Regions from separate parts of the Mus musculus genome. Here all the other regions are linked to region 2. The links are chromatin contacts, called in public Hi-C and HiChIP or PLAC-seq maps. All regions are on one chromosome and are shown on one strand. Each heading gives the region's core, a stretch centred on a gene start, on an enhancer-like site or on the middle of the called end of the contact. The rest is flanking DNA. Distances are from core to core; before and after follow the strand shown. Region 1 holds the start of Sel1l3 (sel-1 suppressor of lin-12-like 3 (C. elegans)). Region 2 holds the start of 5033403H07Rik (RIKEN cDNA 5033403H07 gene). Region 3 overlaps Sel1l3 (sel-1 suppressor of lin-12-like 3 (C. elegans)).

What was found. A called contact is a pair of places that touch in the nucleus more often than the background predicts. HiChIP or PLAC-seq counts read pairs in DNA pulled down with a chosen protein or histone mark.
Region 1: a contact with region 2 is called in an H3K4me3 HiChIP or PLAC-seq map of stem cell-derived neural progenitor cells, with 40 read pairs. The contact joins the promoter of Sel1l3 here to the promoter of 5033403H07Rik in region 2. A contact is called at or near these places in 2 of 39 promoter capture datasets (both in liver), 2 of 484 Hi-C or Micro-C datasets (cerebellar granule neurons and liver) and 5 of 115 datasets of contacts at active chromatin or transcription factors (bone marrow-derived macrophages, embryonic stem cells, hepatocytes and 1 more).
Region 3: a contact with region 2 is called in a Hi-C map of liver, with 2.9 times the contacts expected there. The contact joins the enhancer-like site here to the promoter of 5033403H07Rik in region 2. A contact is called at or near these places in 3 of 484 Hi-C or Micro-C datasets (cerebellar granule neurons, embryonic stem cells and liver) and 1 of 115 datasets of contacts at active chromatin or transcription factors (hepatocytes).

The regions. Positions count from the first base shown.
Region 1 is chr5:53,210,627-53,214,893 of GRCm38.p6, forward strand. Sel1l3 (sel-1 suppressor of lin-12-like 3 (C. elegans)) reads right to left here and starts at 2,826. Exons shown (of 24, transcript NM_172710.3): 1 at 2,504-2,826. The coding sequence starts at 2,680.
Region 2 is chr5:52,989,639-52,993,860 of GRCm38.p6, forward strand. 5033403H07Rik (RIKEN cDNA 5033403H07 gene) reads right to left here and starts at 2,654. Exons shown (of 3, transcript NR_040413.1): 1 at 2,576-2,654; 2 at 951-1,099. The region is part of intron 2 of Gm30301 (a long non-coding RNA gene); the gene reads left to right.
Region 3 is chr5:53,194,670-53,199,034 of GRCm38.p6, forward strand. All of the region lies in intron 2 of Sel1l3 (sel-1 suppressor of lin-12-like 3 (C. elegans)), which reads right to left. Among named protein-coding and RNA genes, the nearest start is that of Sel1l3, 17 kb to the right of the region's middle. Within about 2 kb of position 1,897, at least 77 of the 459 cell types and tissues checked have an H3K27ac peak or open chromatin away from gene starts, as enhancers often do. A contact at or near this core is called in hepatocytes and liver, where this site is marked.

The sequences.
Region 1 (4,267 bases), core at 1,576-4,075, 220 kb after region 2:
GGCCACATGTGACTTAGCACAATGGAAGCTGTTCTTATGGCTTTCAAGTTCTGAAATGGCTTTCACCATGAGCTTCTGTCTAGACGTTCTGCTCCACCTGCCTGCCTCTATCTCCCTCCCAGCCAGTCAGTTCCGCCAGGAGGCATTCCTTGATCAAGGAGAACCCACACAGTAACACATCACATCTTCATTGTTTCCCGGTCTCACACATACACAGTCACTCACACAACACACACACACATACACACACACACACACACATTCTCTCTCCCTCCCTCTCTCTCTCATTCAGTGTGTGTGTGTGTGTGTGTGAGAGAGAGAGAGAGAGAGAGAGAGAGAGAGAGAGAGATAGACTTTTACATTTTACATTTTCCCCAGTTCACACCCCAAGCCTAGAAGCCCCACCCTCCACAAGTATCTCAGGTATAGTGTACCAGAGGAGCACACGGCTGGCCATTCAGAACAAACTGTGGAGGCCGCCTCTGGAATCCAGCTTTAGCTTAGATGGGCAAACCTCTCTCAGTCAGTGATGCGCGGCTCTCTTGCTCATTCAAGTGTCTGATATCCTGCTATCAGACGCTGCTTCTTCCCCCACCCCAGAAGGAAGCACTCAAGCAGGGACCCTGATAGGTGCCTCTGTGATCTTCTTATATCCACCCCTCACCCAGCTACCTAGATGTCTGTCCATGTTGTTCTCTCCACATCACGGGTCCAGCACCTCACTTTCCTCAGTCGCTCCTGTTGAAACTTGGATCCTTTCTCCTCTTGGCTCTGTCCCTATAAACCCCCATTGGAGAGCATGGAGCTTCTGTCTCTGCCACGTCAGCCTTTACGTCTTTACACTTGTTACTCTGATTTTGTCGGCTGTCAAGAAGTGCCCCTCCCCCAACCAGGCCTTGAGAGTCTCACGTGGAACTTTCCAGATCATCTTAATGGAACTATTTCATGGACTGCTCAACTCCATAAATTCTGGCTGTGCACTAACCAGCAGTGCTCTGTATGCAGGATCATCTGTTTAAACAAAACCCCCCGTCATCTGACATGGCAGCTTTATTTATGAGTCTGTGTACTGTAACCCCGTGGCATAAATATTAAATAATAACATCCCTTGGGCAAAAAAAAAAAAAATCATACCCATTACGTTACCTGGCATCTTCTTATGAAAATATAAAGTAAACCCAACCACACACACACACACACACACACACACACACACACACACACACACACACGGTATTAGTTAATCCTAAGGAACAAGTATATAAGAAAGGATTGTTCAACAGGTAGAGAGAGGGGCACAATTAATATTTGCATTTTTACACTGCCTTGCTTCAAGAAATGAAAGAGTCAAGAAGTAAAGAGTGTTGAAAACAACAGCAAACTTGCATAGGTGACAAGTTTCTTCAAACCTAAATTTCAAGCCCTGTCAGCACCTCCTTAGCAGGTGAGCTTAGAAGACGACCAGAATCCAAACACCGTCAGTGCACATGAACGGGGTTCTGGACAATGACATTGCTCGTTTTTTAAGCATTCTGTGAATTTCCTATTACATCAGTTTCATGATTCAGCATTTTCCTTTTCATTTATTTACAGTAATATTCGGCGAGATAACCTAAGCTTTCCGCAGGATCCTGGAACATAAGGTAGGCTGGGCAGCAAGGGTGTAGCCTTCTGTAAATTTACTATTGCTCAGAACTCAGGAACAAATGGGAGAGAGCAAGTCAGCCAAAGAACTGGGAAATAGCTCCTCACCTTACTCTGAGGGTCTCATTTTCTCTGGTATTTAAAATAGGTGACTGCCATCTAGTTTGTAAGTCTAACAGAAGGCAAGAAGTGTGCAAATTGCAAACTGTGCATAAGCCAAACGCAGCTCTGAAACGACAGCGTTCAAGACGCAACTAAAGTCACCACTCTGGCGGTAAGCGTGGTACAAAGAAGTAGATTTCATTCTGGCACCCGCAACTTGGCTGGAGTGACCAAGGAGTTGAGAAAGAGCCTCTGGAAATGCGATGTGCGGTGGCACAGAACCGTCTGGACGGAAAGAACCCGATGCAAACTCAAAGGAGGGTCGGGGTGGGGGGTGGGGGCAGGAAAAAGGAGAAGTTGGGCACACGGAGCAAAGGAGCTTCAAGAAGGTGAATGAAAAGCCTAGGACAGGTGGGGACAGGGCTGGGGAGCCACGATCCAAGGGGCGGGAAGCAAATGCAGGGTAGGGAGGGTCCAACGTCGCTGGGGACAAGAAGGGTACTCTAGGGGAACCTAGCCCTGGTCTCCAGCAAGGCGATGAGGAAGAGGAATGACTCCAGCGAGAGTAGCCCGCAAGTCCGGTCCACGCACCCGGGTACTCATCCCAAGGGCTGGGAGCGCCCGGGACGCAGTGGCAAGGAAAAGAGACAAACTCGCGGCGACGTCCCCACCTCCTGCGGTTGGGGTCCCAGGCCACCCCCACCCCGTCCCCAGGGCCCGCGCAGAAGGAAGGACCCTAATAGGGTCCGGCGCTCACCAGGTAGCAGAGAAAGAGCAATGCGCTGGTAGGGCGGCCGCCGAGGCCCGGGGAGACACCGCGGCTCGGGGGGACCATGGCTGCGGCCGGGGGACCGAAAGCGGGCGGCGGGGGCTGCTGCTGCTGCTGCTGCTGTCGCCGCCGTGGCCACCAAAGCCCCGCGCCGCGCCACTGCATGGCGAGGCCGCCCGGATCCCGGCCGGAACAGGTCACCTGGTGCAGGGACCGGCCCCCGCCCGAGGCGCCACCTTCCCTCCCGCCCCCGGCCGGCGGCCCGCCGCGCGCGGGGCCACCTGCCGCTGCCACCGGACCCGCCGCCGCCACCGCCGCCACCGCCGCTCCCGCCGCCGCCCCCGCAGCCCCAACCGAGCGCCGGCTCCTCCCCGCTCGCAGTCCCGTCCCCTCCCTCCCTCGGCCTCCCTGCCCAGCCCGCCTCCCTGGTCGTTCCCTCCGAACCCACGACGTCCACCCCTCCTGGCCGTAGGCGCCCACACAGGTGGGGACCTCGTGGTCCCGCCCCCCACCCCGGCCGCTGTTCGCCCCCGGGTCCGCGGGGCTCTCGGTCGCCCCCCCCATCCCTTTCTCTTGCTTCCTCCTCCGCCCCTTCCGCGCCCTTGCAGTCCGCGATCCCCCCCCCCCACCCCTTCTACTACCCACTTTCTCCGTTTCCTCCACGTCCTTTCTCCCCAACTCCCTCCCTTCTCCATCTCTCTCTCCCGCATCTCTAGCGGGTGCCCACCCTGCTGCTTGCCTCTCATTCCCACTTCGCGCCCCAGCACTAGACAGTGAGGTTTGTTTGGTGGCTTGGGGGTGGAGGGGTAGTGGTGGCCCGGGCGCCATTCCGGCAGGGCGGGGGCCGAGAGTGCTTTCTTGGAGTTGAGCCACGCAGCCGCTTGGCTTCTAATCCTTAGGGATGGATTTTGACCCCTGCTAACCTCCACCTGTCACCTGCAGGGCTTGGGGCTGCTTTCCTGCTTGCAGGTTTAGAGCCCAGGCTGTGCCCCACCCTGCCGCCTGATTGGCGACTCGTTCTGGATGTTTCCCCAGGGTTTTGTGCGGTGTGGCCGCTGCTGCCTCCGCGCTCTTTGTTTTAATTGTCTGGAGTATTGGCGCCCAGAGCGGGTTTGTATTTGATTTGCATCCCTGAGCTCTGGCTTCCACTTGGACGAGGAGAAAATGAATTAATTAGGCCAGTACAATCGTACCCAAGCCCCAAATGAAAGGAGGTGAGGCCCTTGAAGTGCGCAAACAGCTTTTTTTTTTTTTTGAAAATCAGGACACATCCTAGGTTTTGGGGAGGCAAGGTGAGACTGGATGTTAGTAGACCTGGGTTCTGGAGCCACTGGCAGGTGACATGAGACTCGTGGACAGGGCAAGCAACTCGGGCTTGCCCTGTAGTTCCAGGAAGTGCTTGGCTGTCCTGCTGCTGAGAAGACTGCTTGTGAGCCAAGGGCTGGTGTCCTGAGATAGTTAACCCATGTTGAAAAGTTTGTCCCTTTGGCACTGATGTGGATGTGTGTGGATGGGAACTATTAATAGATTGGAAGCCAAGGAACACAACCCTTTCCCTGAGGAGTTGTCACTACTGTGGTCCAAGTAATGCCAGGCGCGGTGGGGGGTGGGAGGTGGGGCGGGGAGGATCGAGGAAAAGCTCAGAGTCAGTTTCTGGACCTGGCTACAGTGGGGCTATCAGCAAAGAGCTGGGACTTTCTTGCTCATTTTTGGTTTCTTAGGTTGCCTATGAGTTCTGGGCCAATCACAGCT
Region 2 (4,222 bases), core at 1,404-3,903:
TGATAGCCATGGCACACATGGATCTGGGTTCTGAAGGTCTACCGACATTCCAGTTAATCACCATCTTAGCCGGGCATTCTCTTACTCCTCATGGCCGTTACGGTTACCGGTAGGTGTAGAATCTGCCAATTCACTGTGGCGGGTATGGTGCTAAGCACAGCAGTGAGCAGCTGAGAGGATGCTAAAGATCAACCTGGGAGATGTAGCAAGACATTGAAACAGGGTCTCATCTTGTGGTCTGGATGGACCTATAACTCACTCTATTGTCCTGGTATATCCTTGAACTCATGGTACTCTTCCTGCCTCCGCTTTCTGGGTGCTGGGATTACAGATGTGAGACACTATGACTGGCTGTAAAGTGACTCCCTACTGTTAAGAAAGGAAGGATGGGCCGGGCGTGGTGGCGCACACCTTTAATCCCAGCACTCGGGAGGCGGAGGCAGGCGGATTTCTGAGTTCGAGGCCAGCCTGGTCTACAAAGTGAGTTCCAGGACAGCCAGGGCTATACAGAGAAACCCTGTCTCAAAAAAACAAAAAACAAAAAACAAAAAACAAAAAACAAAAAACAAAAAAAAAAAGAAAGGAAGGATGGTAGCGTATGGTGGCTAGGCGGGCAGGGGTATTGGAGGCAGGAAGACTGGGTACACACTGCTGCTGTTGACTAGCTGTAGGAATGAAAGTTCACTCGAACTCTCACGCCTCTGGAACACAGGGATAAATAAAGACAGGCCCAGCTGTGTGTGCTTCTTTGAGTTTATGGTGATGAGAACTTGGGAGATGGCTTCAGAACACTTGCTTTTCCGGGGGAGGATCGGATTTTGGTTTCTAGTACCCACTCCAAATGGCTCACAACTATTTATCACTCTAGTTCCAAGTCCTCAACCCTCTCTGGCTTCCAGGATACCTGCACATATGTGCTATTCACTCACATACACAAACATGGGCTTCACCTGCAATCCCAGCACTTGAAGGGTCCAGAAGAGATTGGAATTTGAGGAGCTTTTGCAGAGAGCTTGGGTATCTGCTGTGGTCTTCCTAGAGGCTCAGCAAGTTAGAGGTTACCCTTGGCTAGAGAGCGAGTCTGAGGCCACGTGAGTCCCTGTCAAAAGAAGGGTGAGGTGTGTGTTGGTGAATTGCACACAGGAAGCAGGAAGTACTTCTCTGGAAGGAAAGAGACAGAAAGGACAGAGAGGCTGCGGCCTTCCAAGCTCTCAGGCACGGAGCAGTCACCAGATTCCTTTGAATTCCAATTTCCTCATTTGCACACCTCCGGCTTATCAGAAAATTCCAGATTTACCCAGACGAGGAGCCCTTCCTTATCTTGGTTTACTGCTGTTTAGATTCCCAGAGGAAAAGGCAAAGACTTCCATGGAGTTGGGAAATGGGCAAGAGGTCAGCGCCTCCCCTGGTTAATCAGGCAGTGAGAGAGTTTGAATTTAAAAGGAGGCAAAGAAATCTCACTTGAAATCAGGAAAAAGCTGAGAATAATGTTCTAGTCAAAAATGTGTGGACTTTGGGTTGGTGAGATGGCTTAGTAGGTCAAAGGGTTGCACAAGCCTAATGACCTCAATGCCATCCCGAAACCAACAGTGACCAGGAAAACCAACTGCAGCAAGTCTGAACTACACACACACACACACACTCACACACACACACACACACACACACACACACACACACACACACTCACACACTCACTCACACACACACACTCACTCACACACACACTCACACACACACTCACTCACACACATACACACACTCACTCACACCACACACTCACTCACACACATACACACACACTCACTCACACACACACTCACTCACACACATACACACTCACTCACTCACACACACACTCACACACATACACACACACTCACTCACACACATACACACACTCACACACACATATACACACATACATACACACTCACACACACACTCACACATACACACACTCACACACATACACACTGACATTCAAACATACACATGGGCACACATGGGCACACATACACACTCACACATACTTACACACATGTGTACATGGACACACACATATTTACACACACATACATGAGTGCACACAGACACACACATTTATATATGTGAGCACATGGACACACATACACACTTCACTCACACATGCACACACACACTGACATTCAAACATGCATACTTGTGCACACATAGACAGACATACACACACATACACACTCACACACACACACACACACATAGAGACATGGGCACACAAATAAACAAGACTAGTGATGTTTCTCAGTGGTAAAGGTACCTGCCATCAAAACCTTAGTCCCATCCCCAGAGCCCACATAGTAGAAGGAATCGACACCCAAAAATTACCTCCAACCAACACACACACACAGGGGTATGTGGACGCCTCTCTCTCCAATAATTAAAAAACATAATTAAAAGTGTTTAAGAGCTGGGGGAAAACCCAATATTCCTCCTCTTGTAACCAATATCACAGAGACCTGAGACCCTCCCCCCCGCCCCCAGCAGTCAGGAGGATCAGAGTGCACTGCTTTTTTCTGCTGAAGCCTCTCTGTACCTCATTTTGTAGAAGGTCCTTCGGACTCTTCCGGGATGGAGGGCAGCTTTGCTTTTGGTCCTCCATTCTTTATAAAATCTGCTCCCAATTCTTCCTGCTCCTGTTTTCCTGGCCTGCTCTCTAACTTGTCTGGGCCTGAGTTTTAATGATTATCCAGAGATCAGGGCTCCCTGCTCTGATAGCAGGTCCAGTTTCAGGCAAATCAATGCTAGTATTGGTTTAAGTTTAAAGATAAACCAAGAGTTTAGCAAGACGCCCATGCGTGTGGTTTCTGAGCATAGCATTTGTCATTCCCGTGGCAGTGTGCTATGGGAGACAGTGGAGCCCACGGTGACCCTAGGGGTCTGTTTCCCACTTTTAGATAAGACGGTAATTCTTGGGAGCCAAGTCTGGTGTCTCATGCCTATGCACTGAGCACTCCTAGGTTGCAGCTGGAGAACTGCCATGAGTTTGAGGACAGTCAGGCACGGAGGAGCACACATCTCTGATCTAGCCTATGGGTAGACGTGGAGTATATAGACAGAACAGGCTGAAAGCTAGTTACTCTGGTGTGCACTGCACAGTGGTAGAAACGCCACCAGAGACACTGCCTCTACAAGACAGATGGCATAAGCCAGCTTCTGAAGTTTGTCCTGTGACTTCAAGGTAGGTTTGATGTTTATAAACAAACACACTGCCGGGCAGTGGTGGCACACACCTTTAATCCCAGCACTTGGGAGGCAGAGGCAGGCGGATCTCTGAGTTCGAGGCCAGCCTGGTCTACAAAGTGAGTTCTAGGACAGCCAGGGCTACACAGAGAAACCCTGTCTCAAAAAAAACAAAACAAAACAAAACAAAACAAAACAAAACAAAAAAACCAACCAAACAACCAAACAAAAAAAAAAAAACCAAACACACTTCGATTTGAGGTCACATCTGGGAGTAACAGAGAATAGAAATTTGAAGTTGGAATATAGCTTATTGGCAGGGCCAGCCCTTACCAATGAGGCATGAAGCCCTGAGTTTGACTCTTTTGTTTGATTTGGTTTTTGTTTGTTTGTTTGTTTGTTTTGTTTTGTTTTTTAAAGGTAGGGTTTCTGTGCATAGCCCTGGCTACCCTGGGGACTAGCTCTGTAGATCAGGCTAGCCTCAAACTCAGAGATCCACCTGCTTCTGCTCCCCCAAGCACCACCACCACCACCTGGCCTGAGTTTGATTCGTAACAATTAACAAATGAACACAAGCAAAGCAATATGGGAGCAGATGAACCATGGGGCGCTGTTCGAATTGAAAACCAGATTTGTATATGTGCCTTTCAATACGACCTTGAAATGCAGTCTCACAGAGGAATTACAGAATGTGCTAGGCACTATGGAAACCCTTTACAATGCAGAATGCAACTCTGAAGGTAGCTACTCCAAGCCAACACCACACCTCTAGGAAGGAGGAATTAATTGTCCAGTTTTCTACACAGCATCTTGACTTTCAAGTTAAACTTTATATGATTGAGTTACAGTAAACAGTAGCCACTTAGCTTGTCACCAGCCCCTGCTCTTAAAAAATGAACAGTCTGAAGAGCTTTTATAAGAACAATATTACAAACAGATGTTATTTGCTTTCTGAACTGAAGAGCTGATGCTGTAAGAAATCAAACGGAACTGTGACCCA
Region 3 (4,365 bases), core at 647-3,146, 200 kb after region 2:
TGCAACCCCTTCCCCCATTCAGCGCTATAACTCCCTCTGTCCTTTCTGCCTTTCTGATATCTTGATCTCCATTCTTCTGACTATGAGAGCTTTGCTTAGCCATCAGGTCTCTGTCCAAATGTCACCTCCTCTGTGACAAACCCCACTGAAGCACCTGATAAGCACATAGCAGCTTAAGTCTAAGGTGAATGGCATGAAATAAATAAATAATTAATAGCTAGCTTTACAGCCCTAGGCACCTGTCTAACCCAATGGTTAAATATGATGTTTGGGAGGCAAATGATCCAGCCTTAAATACCAGCTCTGTGGTTAGTAGTTGTGTGACCTGAAACAGATCATTCTACTTCCCCAAGTCTACTTCCCCATCAGCAAGTTTAGAAGGCAGAGTGTTGGGTAGAGAAGCTAGGCTCTTCCCACGATGTCTGGCACATGACTAGGACTTGGAAATAGAGAGTGGCTGTGACTGTGCCATAGCTGTGTTTGTCTCCTACACAACCACCTTAAAGAGAGGGACTAGCTTTCTACCCGTAAGTTCCCAGATTTGGGGAAGAAACTGGTCGGTAGAGGCTCAGTCAATCTTTGAACACAATACACATCCCAAGAGAGACTGTGTACACCAGCTAGAGGTCCAATAGGCAATTTCTGATTGTGGAAATAAACCGCTCATGAACACACATACATTTGTGGATGGGACAAGGGGAGGTAGCAATTTGGACTAACAGTCAAAGTTTAGGGAGGATTTCAGCAGGGACACATGGAAGGAGGGAAGGCCACATGCTGATGGAGCTGGTGACACTTGTTGGGACAGTGTAGGACAATAAGCATCCTAGGTCAGAGGAACTAAATCAGGAAGACCCAAAAGTGGGAGTGTCAGACTCAACCCACTAAGGCAGAGCTGAGCCATGTGTGTTTGCAAGAGAAGTAACTGGGACCCTGCAGCCTCAGTCAGTGTGATAGGCCATTTGGGAAGCTACGGCTCAAGGAGCTTGCATTATAATGTTCTACAGGAAACCAGAAAATATAGGTATTTAATTACAGTGTTCAAAATACAGAGGTGGATGCTCTCAGCCAACTACTGGACTGAGCACAGGGTCCCCAGTGGAGGAACTAGAGAAAGGACTGAAGGAGATGAAGGAGCTTTAGCCCCATAGGAAGAATAACATCAACCAACCAGTACCTCCAGAGCTCCCAGGGACTAAACCACCAACCAAAGAGTACACATGGAGGGACCCCGTGGCTCCAGACACATAAGTATTAGAGGATGACCTTGTTGGACATTAATGGGAGGAGAGGTCCTTAGTCCTGTGAAGGCTCGATGCCCCAGTGTAGGGGAATGCCAGGACAGGTAAGTGGGAGTAGGTGGGTTGGGGGGAGGGGAGAGATGGGATAGGGATGTTTCAGAGGGGAAACCAGGAAAGGGGATAACAATGTAATGTAATGAAATGTAAATAAAGAAAATATCTAATTTTTTTTAAAAAGGAAAGAACTTTCTGAACAACAACAATAACAAAAAATAATTACAGTGTCCAGTAGTTATTGCCTACAGAGGAGACCAAAAAGATAATGCCAGGCAAGGTCACTATCTCAGACCAGATGGTCACAGAAGCAGGCATTTGAGTGCTGGGATGAAGGAGGTAAAGATGCAACCTGAACAGAGATTAGGAGATGAGCATTCTAGGTGGCAACAGTTACCCACATGTCCTCAAATGTCCCCAAGTGGGACTGAATGTGGCCTGTTTAGGTAGAAGCAAGCAGACTCATGTGGCCAGGAGGTGGAGCCAGCAAGAGCTGCATGACAGCATGGTTTGACTCCCAAGTAGCAGAATAGGGAGGTTCAAAGGGGGACAGAGGTGACCAGGCTGCACTGCACAGCCTTCCAGGAGAGAGAGGAGGCAAGGCTGACGCTGGAGAGCCACGAGGCTGAGGTCAAAGTCCAGGAGGGTGGTGACTTAGACAAGGATGCCAGCAGTCCACGTGGCAAGGAGAGATTGAACAGATGGCATAGACAGTTTCAGCTGTAGCCAACAGCACTGGCAGACTCTTTCCTGAGGGTGTGACAAGGAAGAGGTTCTGAGGATGGCCCGGGTTGAATGTTAACTCCAGCCCCACCCCACCCCGTGTTTTCAGTGAGTTCAGGAATGAGTCAGACACACATTGGACTTAAGGGATAAGGCCCATCCCCTCCCCCAAGGAAACAGACAACAATCAGGTGGAGGAGCCACAGGCGTTGCTTGCCCAGCCGCCTATGGCTCCGTGGCGAGAACACAACAGGGACAGGTATGCAGAAGGGCATGTGTAAGAGTCTTGGTTCAAGGTATCTGAAAGATGTTGATTTTGGATCTGGGTCGGGCTTGTTCAGCAGGGATGGATGCAGACTTGCCAGTTGTCCTCCAAAAGTCAAACCAGTGGTCCAGCCTGGGCCTTTCTTGAGATATTCAGTCCTATCCTGGAACACAAGCTAAGCTGGTGGTAGAGAGGACTTCAACCATTCTCCTGGAAAATCTAGGCACAGGGAGAGTTTGTGCCTTTTCATAAACAACAAAAAAGATGAAGCTGGATCGGGGCACAGAGGCAGGACCATATAGGATATGAGATGCTTGGCTCAGAGAGCATTTTCCAAGCCCTATCTCAATGGGGATGCATTTTACAGAGGGGTCCAGACCTGCAGGTGCCCCTGAAGCTCATCTGGGCTCTCCTGATCTCTCAGCTAGCTGTTGCCAGGAAGCAAAGGAAGTAAAAAGGGCTCTGTTAAGAACCAGGCTTCCCTCTAGCCCCGTTAGCCCACAGCCCCATCCAGAACAAAAGTCAGAGCACGTCTTACAGCCTGCCACACTCGGCTCAGGTGACTTCTCTTTTAAGGAGAGAGGGAAAATGGGCTCATTTTGATAAACAAATCATAGTTGCAGGTGCAGGGCTGGTTTGAGAGTGCCAAAGACTCCCACCTCCATTTTCAGTGATTTTTTAACTCCTAAGAAAGGTTTTCCTGTGTGCAATGATTTGATTAGGTTGGTTCTCACGCCAAAAGTAATGTTCTCAAGAAGGCGGGTAGAAAATTCCCACTGTGCCATTCCTGGCCCTTGCAAACAGGGCAAGGAACAGCAGAAGGAAGAGAAGGCACCCCACCCCCATTTGCAAGGCACCCTGAGAACGTCATTTTAAGACACCCCGTTTGCAATTTGGTCATTTTTCAATGAGAAAGACATACATTTTCGGAACATGAAATGGAATCATGAAGCCTGGTGAAGTCAGAGGCAAAGCAAAACTGTGGCTGTTTGAGCCCTGCCCTGCTCCCTTCTGTTTGACAAATTGGGGGTTCCCTGTGGAAGGCGCTCAGATAGGAGTTAGCATGGGCTCTGCCTGGAGGAGGGTGGCTCACCCATTTATGCATAGTTCCTGTATTCCAGACATCTAATTACCCAGCTCTTCCCACAATCCGTGTGTGTGTGTGTGTATGTGTGTGTGCATGCACTCACACACACACACACCAAGCAAATGCAGATACTATGAAACCTGATTCTAGTCTACAGATAACAGTATTCAGTGGTGTTGGTTCCCTAGTTTTAATACTGTGGTGTGATTACAGAATGCAGTACCAGTGGGAAAAGCTGGACTATGGCACAAAGGACTTCCTCTACCATTTCTCTCATTTCTAGTGGCTCTACAATTAGAGTCAAATAAAGAGCTTTCAAGATGCTGTTTAATGTATGCAGCAAGAACTATGGACCTATATGGCCACACACACACACAGCCACTTTGGAACTTACTAAGAAGTCACCACAACCACTGTTTCCCCAGAAATCATATCCCAAAGGTGAGAAAAAGCATGTCACTAGAGACAGAGCATGGATGGGGTCATGTCCTTAAATCACCTCCCATACCAGCTCTGAAAAAGACCAAGTCTGAGGAACCGACTGGAAAGGCCCATTGTCATGGGCTGTGGAATTCCTGCACCTGCCAAGCCAGCCTGGGAGTTGGGCCAGAGTCTAAACAAGATCAAAGTCCTATCCACAGTCCCACCCCCTAGACCAGAGATTGAAATTTTGGGGTGCATCAGAATCCATGTCAGATGCTGAGCCCACTCCATCTCCAGTCCTAGGTAGCTGAGGAACATTGTGTTGATAGCACAAACACTAGATACTGCGGTTGCAAGTGCTCATGGGTGGAAATCATACTAGACCTGGGTGGGGTCTGGGGACAGACCCTGCTCACTCCCCATGCCAAGTGAAGAGAACTGACAGGTGCTCAGGCCCCCAGAGCCAGTGCCTCTCCTCCCACGGGAGAACTTGGAACCCACTTCATAAGTCTCCAGCTCTGATGTGTAGAGAGGCTGTGGAATGACCCAGGAGCCTCTGTATGGATCCTGTG